2 separate regions of the Sus scrofa genome follow, and region 1 is linked to region 2. A link is a contact called in public Hi-C data. All regions are on one chromosome and are shown on one strand. The core of a region is the stretch at or near the end of the contact, and the rest is flanking DNA. Distances in the headings are between cores, read along the strand shown. Region 1 has its middle 34 kb from the start of ECE1. Region 2 overlaps ECE1 (endothelin-converting enzyme 1).

Evidence for each region. Hi-C and Micro-C count contacts between places; a contact is called where the count stands out from the background.
Region 1: a contact with region 2 is called in a Hi-C map of liver, with 2.6 times the contacts expected there. The contact joins two enhancer-like sites. A contact is called at or near these places in 5 of 47 Hi-C or Micro-C datasets (blood, embryonic fibroblasts, epiblast stem cells and 1 more).

Annotation. Positions count from the first base shown.
Region 1 is chr6:79,497,764-79,502,880 of Sscrofa11.1, forward strand. No RefSeq gene overlaps it. Among named protein-coding and RNA genes, the nearest start is that of ECE1, 34 kb to the left of the region's middle. Within about 2 kb of position 3,023, at least 30 of the 83 cell types and tissues checked have an H3K27ac peak or open chromatin away from gene starts, as enhancers often do. A contact at or near this core is called in liver, where this site is marked.
Region 2 is chr6:79,421,957-79,427,201 of Sscrofa11.1, forward strand. ECE1 (endothelin-converting enzyme 1) reads right to left here. Exons shown (of 20, transcript XM_021097679.1): 11 at 3,929-4,043; 12 at 163-273. Among named protein-coding and RNA genes, the nearest start is that of ECE1, 41 kb to the right of the region's middle. Within about 2 kb of position 2,700, at least 10 of the 83 cell types and tissues checked have an H3K27ac peak or open chromatin away from gene starts, as enhancers often do. A contact at or near this core is called in liver, where this site is marked.

The DNA.
Region 1 (5,117 bases), core at 1,773-4,272, 76 kb after region 2:
ATATAACCAGAGCCACAGCAGTGGCAACACCAGATCTTTAACACACTGCACCACCAGAGAACTCCACTTTTTTTTTTAAGTAACACTATGATGTTCCTCTTAACAGCAAGTCTAGTCAGGACACAGAGAAGTTCTTGATCCACTGTCTACTCCTTGGCTTAGAGAACTCCTATTCACCCTTCAGAACCCAGATCAAGTGTCATCTCCTCCATGAATTACTCCTCTGTGCCCTAAGCTGCCCCATCTATGTGCACCTATAGTGACTTGTACATATCACTACTAGAATATCCTTCTCCTTGCAATGTAATCAACAGCTACTAATCCAGGTACTGTGCAAAGATGGTTCAATTCTAAATCTATCAATAACTCTGCAAGAGAGTCAATATCCCACTTTAACAGAAGGAGATGACAGGCTCAGAGAGGCTGAGCGACTTACCTAAAGTCACACAGCTAATAAGTGGCAGACCTGGAATTTGAATCCCATGCAAATGATTCTTCGGTGGGGTCAGGCTGGCTCCCCCATGATGAGTCTTTCCCACTGACAGCATCGGAATCCTGAGCCTAGCATGGTTCCAACCTTCGTAGTTTCCCCATAGATCAGCCCCAGAGGTAAGATGTCACTCACCCAGACCCCCCTGGTGGCATTCTAGGCCAAAGGGGACCCACCAGCTGGCCTTGCTCTACCAGCCTCTGGACCACCTTGAAAATCCTAAGCATTTGTATCCAGGCAACCAGGCTTTAGAAGCAGCTCTTGACCTCTGTGAAGCTGCTTGCTGGCTACACGGACAATTTCAGGGGATGCTGGCCTTAGGAAAGAGAGCCAGCTCTGGAGTTGACTGTCTTGGCTACTTGGCTGTGGGGCTTTGGGATCATGACTTAACCTCCCTGAAGTCTCAGTCAGCTCATTGGTGAAGGGGAAGAATTCTTCCTCACAGCAGGTCAGTTAAGACCATGAATGTCAAGGGCCTTACGCAGGGCCAGGCACACGCCCACCTACCCTGTCAACAGATGTGGATTAGGCACCCACTATGTGCCAGACACTGTGCCAGGTGCTGTTCACAGCGGCAAACAAGATAGGAACGCCTATCATTAAGGGTCTTTAACTCTTTTTTTTTTTTTTTTTTTTTTTGTCTTTTTTTGCTATTTCTTGGGCCGCTCCCACGGCATATGGAGTTTCCCAGGCTAGGGGTTGAATCGGAGCTGCAGCCACTGGCCTACGCCAGAGCCACAGCAACGCTGGATCCGAGCCGTGTCTGCAACCCACACCACAGCCCACGGCAACGCCGGATCGTTAACCCACTGAGCAAGGGCAGGGACCGAACCCGCAACCTCATGTTTCCTAGTCGGATTCGTTAACCACTGCGCAACGACGGGAACTCCAAGGGTCTTTAACTCTTAGAGCAGAAACCCCCTCTCCATTACTGATCAATCCTCTCAGCAAAGAGTCCTCTGATACAGTGCGCTTACCTGACCCCTTACTTTATATAAATAACATATATACACCTTGGAAACTCTCCCATGGTCTCCAGGAGACACGGCCTGGGAAGCCCCTCAGCATCTTCGAAATACTGAATGAGGAGTTCCCCTTGTGGCTCAGTGGTAATGAACCTGACTAGTATCCATGAGGATGCGGGTTCAATCCCTGGCCCCGCTCACTGGGTTGAGGATCTGGTGTTGCTATGGCTGTGGTGTAGGCTGGCAGCTACAGCTCCTATTCCACCTCTAGCCTGGGAACTTCCATAGGCCGTGGGTGTGGCCCTAAAAAGAAAGAAACAGGGAAGGAGACACAACCTGAACAGCTGTCTCTGGCAGCCTGCATCCCTGCAGTCGACCCATGTGACCAAGCGCATGACACGGCACCGCCAATGACCTGGACTCAGCTCAAACACGACAGGAAGGGAGAAAAGCTGCAGAAGTAAACGCATAGCATTGTACTGATTATTTACATTTTAAAACACATGAGCAACAGCACACGTCACTTAGGGAGGCAGAAACTAGTAAAAGTATCCAGGTGGTCCTTTAAGAGGTCGTTTCTCAAATGGTCCGTATATACACCCATTTTAAAATATTTCCTCATTTTAATAAATAACTTAAATGCTTAAAAAAGAAAAGAAAAAGAAAGCAGATTCTTCTGGAAGCGGGGCGGTAGGGAATGGGATTGGGGAGGGACCCGCATGGGGCATTCAACAGCATGTGGAATGCTTCAGTTCTTAGGATGGGTGGCTGGTTCGCCAGTGTTTGTTTTTGCTGAACTCTATGCTTTTTATATGTCTGAAATATTTCACCCCATGCCAAAAAAGGCATGGCTTTGGAGGCAGACTTGTTTGGATGGAAAGCCAGAATCGTGCTTTGCTCCTGTGTGAGCTCAGTTTTCTCCTCTGTGAAGTGGGGATCCGCTTGCTCCCATGACTCTTCTGAGAGTCAAACGAGGTTGTGTTTGCAAAGGGCCGGTGCACAGTGGGAGGGGGGTGTTGGATGGCACACAGTGGGGCCTGGTGCACAGTAGGGCCGGGAGCACTGTTGGAGGTGCCCAGTGCACAGTAGCTGCTATTCTTCCTACTGCTGTTGGGAAAAGCCTCTCAGAGGAGGGGAGCCAGTCCACAGGCCTCTGATTAAGGGAGAAAAGGGTTTACTGGTCCCAAGGTCAGGCCGGCCTTCAGTGATTCTTAACTGATGACGCAAATGGGGCTCCGGGGATTGAGCAATCGTCGTCCCTTGAGCAGGATACATAAAGAAAGTCCTGGGCCCGGGCTGACAGGACTCCCTCCACTGTCCCCACCCCATCTCACTCTGTCTCTGGCCTTCCCGGTACCCTTCCTTGCTGTGCGTTGGGCAGGAAAGCTGAGCCTCCTCCCGGCCCAATTCTCCTCGGCTCTCCTGAGACCCTGCTCCTCATTCTCAAGGCAGAGTCTTATCTTAACCACCCTGTGGTTAAATCCTCTGGAGCGACTTTCGCAGGTCCCCGGCTCTAACAGGTGTGACCAAGAATGTGGAGCCTGGGCGTCTGTCTTGGTTCACATCCAGGCTCCAGGTATGACCTTGATGTTCTCAAGCTCCAGCTGGGGCCACCACCACTCCCTCTGTGAGTGGTGGGGGAGAACACCTGCAGCGGGGCCCGCCCCTCACAGTCCGCCCCAGGGCATCGCATGGCTCACTCTGGGTGCCCAAGCACTGGATGCTGTTGTAATGAGACCATTCCTCCCGGCTTTGGCAGAACCCAAGTGGCAGCTCTGCTGGACTCCAAACTGAACGTGGGCGGAGGGAAACGCATGAGGATGGAGCAGACGAGACCCGGGGCAGGAAGTGGCAGGTGGTGGGGAACGGGGGGCTCTGCCTGGGCTCTCGGCCACTTGAACTAAATGAAACCACCTCGCTGGCATAAGCACAAGAATTTGTCAGAGTTTCCTAGAGCCCAAGGGCATTTCTGGGGCACAGTTTGGAGAGGGCAGAAGAAGGGAGTGGGGGTGGCTGTGAAATTTGATTTCAGATCATGACGCATCTGGGGAACCTCCTTATTTCATCCCTGCCCTTTTCTAACCCTGCCCCACCCTCATTAACAAAGGACTAGGGGTGTCCTCCCTGGAGACCTGGGTGCCAGTCTGCCTTGGCCCCTCACTGTTAGGCTTTGGGGCAGACATCCCTCCTCTCTGGGCTTCTGTTTCTCCACCTGTCTTTTTTGTTGTTGTTGTTTGTTCATTTTTACGGCCACACTCACGGCATATGGAAGTTCCCCGGCTAGGGGTCCATCTGAGCTGCAGCTGCCGGGCTACACCACAGCCATAGCAATGCTGCTGGATCTGAGCCTCATCTGTGACCTATGCCGCAGCTTGTGGCAATGCCGGATCCTTAAGTCACCGAGTGAGGCCAGGGATCAAACCTGCATCCTCGCGGACACTGTGTTGGGTTCTTAACCCGTTGAACCACGACGGGAGCTCTCCTAAGGTCTTATCAACCTGTCAGACCCACTCCACAAGGCTGCAGAAGCAGAGCCAGCAAATCCCCTTCCCCGTGAGAAAGAGGCAAACCCCCTGGGCTAGCCTTCCTCAGCCCGGCCAGTCCCGCACATGGGGATGGGCTGAAAAATACTAAACCAGAGGAGGTAATTTATAGCGAGAACTGCAGCTACCAGGTGGGGGCACCCCAGTGGGAGAGAAAGCAAACTGGGGTCCCAAGAGAGTTTGCGTGGGAAGAATGGCATCGGCGGAGGCAGAGGCTGATAAAGCAATAGCGTCCAAGTGGCGCTGTCACAAACTCATCCTCTCAGCAAACCAAACATGTGGGCTTTTGACAGCTAGGACTGTACCATTCCCAGGGCTCTGTTTCCTCATCAGAAAGGTGACAAAAGAGCTGTGGTACAGCTGTGCTAAGATGAGTTTAAAAGACATGGCCCATACTAGGTGCTCAGTAAATGCCATCCAGTCTGTCCACAGGGCGCCCCAGCACCAAGCTGGACCAGGAGGCTCTGAGTGCTGTTCCCCGGCTGCCTCAGCCCTCCAGCAGGCAGACAAGCAGTCCGGATGTTTACACTGGCCAGCCAGGGCCCCCCGCCTGCCTGGGACAGGCTGAATAAACACAGGCAGTCACAGGCTCCTGCCTCCATCTCCCCGCAGACTGCTCGCCTCCCAGGCTTTACTCCACAGGCGCCTCCACCCCAATCCGGATGCTCTGTTTATAGATTCTTCCCACAGATTATGTTAGGGGTTTGCTGCATCCGCTGATACCTGGCAAGATACCCTAACCCAGTCCAGGACCATCTCCAGCACAGGGACAAAGCGAGCGAGGGCCGGGCTCCAGTAGACAAGGGTCGTGTGGGCTTGGACAGGTGGCCCAACTTCTCAGAGCCTCAGTTTCCTCATCTACAAAATGGGGGCAACAAACAACAAGAGGGAGGGGGCGGGAGCGGGACGGACTGGGAATTTGGGGTTAATAGATGCAAATTATTGCCTTTGGAATGGATAAGCAATGAAATCCTGCGGTATAGCACTGGGAACTACGTCTAGTCACTTATGATGGAGCATGATAATGTGAGAAGAAAAGAATATAATGGAAAAAATAAAAATCATTATTAAAAAATGGGGGCAACAGGTGACAGTGATGATTAAACGGGGTCACATAAT
Region 2 (5,245 bases), core at 1,450-3,949:
CTTAACCCCCTGAGCTACTGCAGGAACTCCAGACAAAGCTGGAGAAAATGGGACCTTGGGGTCAAGGCTGGAGCCCTGGCCCGGGGCAGGGAAGGGGCTGTGAGGCTCAGGGGGCCGGCACGGGTGTGAGGTCACAGCCTGTGGGCACAGGGAGGCACTTACTATGTTCTTGCTGTCCTCGGCGAAAGTCGCTTTGACGAACATGGGGCCCAGGGCGAAGCCCAAGGTGTTCTCCGTGTCACTCACGCAGAACTTCCAGCGAGGGAGACAGGTCTGGAAAACACAAGCCGGAGGGGTTCCTTGGCTCCCGTCCTTCTTCCCAACCACCACCTGTCTGGGAGGCAGCACCAGCGGGGCCCGAGCTTCCGTCCAGCACTTGAGGGAGACCTTTTCTGACCCAGTGGAAGTTATTTTAGGCACTGGACCAAGAGGCCAGGAACTGTGCCATCGGCTCTTTCCTGCACGGTGCTTCACAGTGGGCAGTGGTACCCTACAGGGCCCTTGGCGCAGTCTGCAGGGGAGGCCCAGGAGGAAACTCTGCCGGGGAAGCCGCTGTCCAGGGTCCCAGAGCCACCGGGACGACTGTGCCTGATCCCAGGCCCTGCCCCTGCCTCGTCCTGCCTCCAGAGGCGAGGAACCTCGGGAGGTTACCTTGCCTACCCATGAGCCACAGAAAACCTCCCCAGGAGGACTGCAACCCCACTGAAAGCCTCTTGGAGAAAGAACCGCCACAGTGACCTTGCAGGACTTTGATGCGTTCATCCCACCTTCATCTTGCCCACAAGCGCACCAGCCCACGGGACGCCTCTGTGGCAGGAGACAGGTGCCCCTGGGGCTGTGGCCTCGTGGAGCCAGACTTGGGGAGGAGCACCCGGGCTAGGGTCAGCCCCTCTCCCGCCCCATTCCCCTGCCCTGGGGAGCCTCCGTGGATGGTGCCTCCCATTACAAGTGGTGGCCTTGCTCACATAAACCCCCGCGCTGCAGAGGAAGCCAAGTCCACTGAAGCCGGAAGCATAGGTGGTAAAAGCACCCAGGCTCAGGGCAGTCTGCTTCGTAAGAGCCCTCAACTGGAAACAACCCAAACGCCCACCCCCAGGCACAAGATGTGGAATTCTTAGACCACAGCACATGACTTGGCACCAAAAGGGTAGGAATTGCTGGGGCACACAACACGGATGAATTTCACAGCCGTTTTATGTTTTATGCTGAGCAAAAGCAGCCCACACAGTTTGTAGTCCCACTTACGCCCACATCAAGGGGTGCTGGGTCAGGAGGACAGATGAGAAAGGGGTGCAAGGGAATTTCCTGCGAAGAACACACTGGGCAAATGGGTGATGGACATGTTTTCTGTTTTGACTGGATTGGTGGTTACATGGGTGATTTCGTTTGTCCAGACTCACTGAACTGCGGACTTAATATACACACTTTATTGTATGTAAATTATACACGAGTTAAAAATTTCCTTAAAGGTAAGAAGGAAGAAAAAGGCACTCCAGCCTTCTCTAAGTTCAGTTGCCCAAGTTCTTTTCTTTCCTTTTTTTTTCTTTTTAAGGGCCACACCTGCAGCATATGCAAGTTCCCAGGCTAGGGGTCAAATTGGAGCTGCAGCTGCCAGCCTACACCAATGCTAGATCTGAGCTGCGTCACTGACTTACGCTGAAGCTTGTGGCAACACTACATCCTTAACCCACTGAGCAGAGCCAGAGATTGAACCTGCATCCTCATGGATACTAGTTGGGTTCTTTTTTTTTTTTGGCTTTTTAGGGTCACACCCATGGCATATGGAGGTTCCAAGGCTAGGGGTTGAATTGGAGCTGTAACCGCTGGTCTATGCCACAGCCACAGCAACATCAGGTCCGAGCTGTGTCTGTAACCTACACCACAGCTCACAGCAACGCCAGATCCTTAACCCACTGAGCGAGGCCAGGGATCGAACCCGCAACCTCATGATTCCTAGTCAGATTTGTTTCCACTGCACCAAGACAGGAACTCCCACTAGTCGGCTTCTTAACCTGCTGAGCCACACACAACAGGAACTCCAAATCTCCAAAACTTTTCACCTTGCAGATCTGAAACTCTGTACCCACTCAATAACTCCCTGCTCCCCACCTGCAGCCCCTGGCAACCACCTGGAAGCTCTGTTTTAACTACTGGTTCCTGCAGGGCAGAGGCTGAGTGGTGCAGAGCTTAGGGATTTGGGCTGGAGATTCAGACGTGCCGGATTTGAGAGCTCACTTTGCAAACTATGAGACTCTGAACAAGTCCCTTCCCCTCGCGGAGCCTCAGTTTCCTCATCTGTAAACTGGGAGAATGAAGACTGTTTCTAACAGATAAACTTGGTGAGCTCATGCCTGCAAGAGGCAAACATCCACTAGCGACATATTTTATTTATTTATTGTTATTATGAATAGCAAGCAGCCAAAAGTTGTAGTCATCCAGACCTGGGTTTGATCTGGGGCTCGGCTGCTTCCCTGCCGGGTGACTAGGAGAATCCCTTCACCTCCCTGAGCCTCAGCCTCCTCCTCTGTAACCCCGGGAGGGGGTAAGCGATGAGGGAGGCATGTGCTCCACATGCAGAGCCGTGAGTGTGGAGCCGTGTCTACCATCCCCGGTCCTGGTCAGACCCCTCCTGGATAAGGTCCCCTGGAAGACCAAGTGCTCAGGGGACAGAGTCCATGCCCTGTCACGTCTGTGACCCAGGCGCTCACCCAGGTCTGGTCCAAAGTCGGAACAGGTGGAGGAGTAGGGTGGGCAGGGCAGCGAACTCTGGCCCGTGCCCTTTTCTGCAGGGCCAGGGTGGCCGTCACGGCCAAGGCCCTGAGGTGCCATCAGAATCCCCTCTTGTCAGAAGGTGGGCTTGCTCCAAGCCACCCTCTCCCTCAGTCCCCTTCCTGCCAGAGGTGGGTGGATCTGCAGAGGAACAAAAGAGAACTTTCCCCAGGACGAACTCCAGGGCCAGAGCAGGGGCCCGAATCCTGCCAGTCTCTGCCAGTCCTTATCTGACTCCGCCCACTCTGCTGGACTCTGGGAGGGGCTTCAGGGGCAGAGTCCAGCCAGGGCCAGCTCTGCTCGCCCTCTGGGGTCTTGCCAGCCGCTGTCCTGGGTGGGGGCAGGGTGTGCCAGGTGGGCGTGGCACTCTAGCCTCTACTGCTCTGTGGTTCCGGCACCTCTTGGCTGTCCCCTGGGGCCCCAGCTTGGGGTACCCCATCAGCAGAGATGAGCACTGACCGCTCTCCATCAGCTCCCTCAGCAGACGTGGGGTCCTGGGGCGTAGATCCCACATACGCGTCTTGGTGTTTCCACACTGGCTTGGAGCCTGGCACAAGGTGGCCAGGGGGGTCAATGGACACACACTAGTTGGCTGTGGCAATGACACGCTGACCTCCACTTCCTTGGGAGGAAGGGTAAGTAGCTGGCGGGCAGGGGCATTTAAGGGCAGAGGAGACCACCTGCTTTGGGGCCTGGGAGGCTAATAATAACATCAGGATACTAGGGTCATACTTCCCATGAGTCTGGGGCTGCTCCAAGGGTTTTATGTTTATGGAGAAGTAGTATTATTGGGGGGCCCCCTTTGTAAAACGGGGCTGATGATTGTACCCACCTGGCCGGAATGTGACAGTCACGTGAGTTATACAAGGAAAGCCTTGTTGTCACTATAGAGGAGTGGGAAGGGAGAGAGCAGAAGCCACCTTTTGCTGTAAATTAGCTAAATCTCTGAGAGTCTTCTTTACACTTTGAGTGTAATCACCTCTCTGGAAGCTTCTGCCCACTCCCTGCTGGTGCAGCTCCCCGCCGGTGCACGCAGGGACACCAGGGCAGACAATGTCTGTGGCCTCCTTCTTTCTCCGCCTGGCATCTACCTCCCGGGCGAGTTCCGGGGCCTGGCAGGTGCTCAGCATTTGTGGGGAACGCAGGGCAGCAGGCTCACCTTCTTGGTTCCATACATGACCTCCATGAACTTCTCATCGGCATCCTGAAAGCGCTGATCCAGGAAGGAGCTTGTCTTCCGCACCAGGTTCCAGATCATGTAGTTGTTCAGCAGGCTGGGGCAAGAGGATAGACAGGCTCAGACATGCCCCAGGCTGGACACAGCACAGCATTTCCCCCACTGACCTCAAGGGGGCGCTTGTGAAACCGCACCCTGGATGGTGTGTGCCAGTGACCTGGAGCAGAGAAGGAGTAGCCATTTCCAAAGCTTGGAGATGTCCTGGCGGGAAGGCCAGAGATGGGAAAGGGGGCCTAAGAGTCAGAAGGGCAGGAAAGGAAGCTCTGGCCAGCCAGGCCAAGGCCTCCATGAATGAGGACTTTCACTACCCCACCCCTGGGGCTCAGACCACCTCTAATGGTTGTCACCTTTGCACACAGAGATAGAATATTCACTACAGTGAACATCCAGCCTCAAACTGGAACCAACATAAATGTTTGATAACCGGAAAATGGTGCGTAAATGATCATATATATACTTGATGGAATACTATGTAGCCATGAAAACTGAGACCTGCAGAGGGTCTGGGATGACATGGGGAAGATGCTTATGATCATCTTCCCCATGATCAAGGGAAGGTCAAGGGAAAAGCAGACTCATGTGGTCACAACAATGGGGAAAAAAGGAACCATGTATTAGAAAATCCGTCTCTCTCACATACATGCTTCTCTCCACAAACATACACACACGTATCCCTTCAGATCAACATGAGTGTTTTGGGTAATTTTAATTTTTTTCCTGTAACTTAAAAAATTTTCTAGGAGTTCCCGTTGTGGCAACGTAGTGGAAATGAATTCAACTAGGAACCATGAGGTTTCAGGTTCGATCCCTGGCCTTGATCGGTGGGTTAAGGATCCGGCGTTGCCGTGAGCTGTGGTGTAGATCACAGATGCGGCTTGGATCTGGCATTGTTGCGGCTGTGGTGTAGGCTGCCAGCAACAGCTCGATTGGACCCCTAGCCTGGGAACCTCCATATGCGGTGGGTGTGGCTCTGAAAAAATTTTCTATAATAAATCTTTAGAATTAAAAAAATCATAAATATTAACTAAAAATATTAACATTCACTGAGTCCCATTCAGTGTCAGGCACTGTTAAAATACTTCATATGGTGCAACTAGAGATTCTCATACTAAGTGAAGTAAGTCAGAACAAGACAAATACCATATGATATCACTTATATGTGGAATCTAAAATATGGCACAAATGAACTTATCTAAAAAACAGAAACAGACCCACAGACAAGGAGAATAGGCTTGTGGT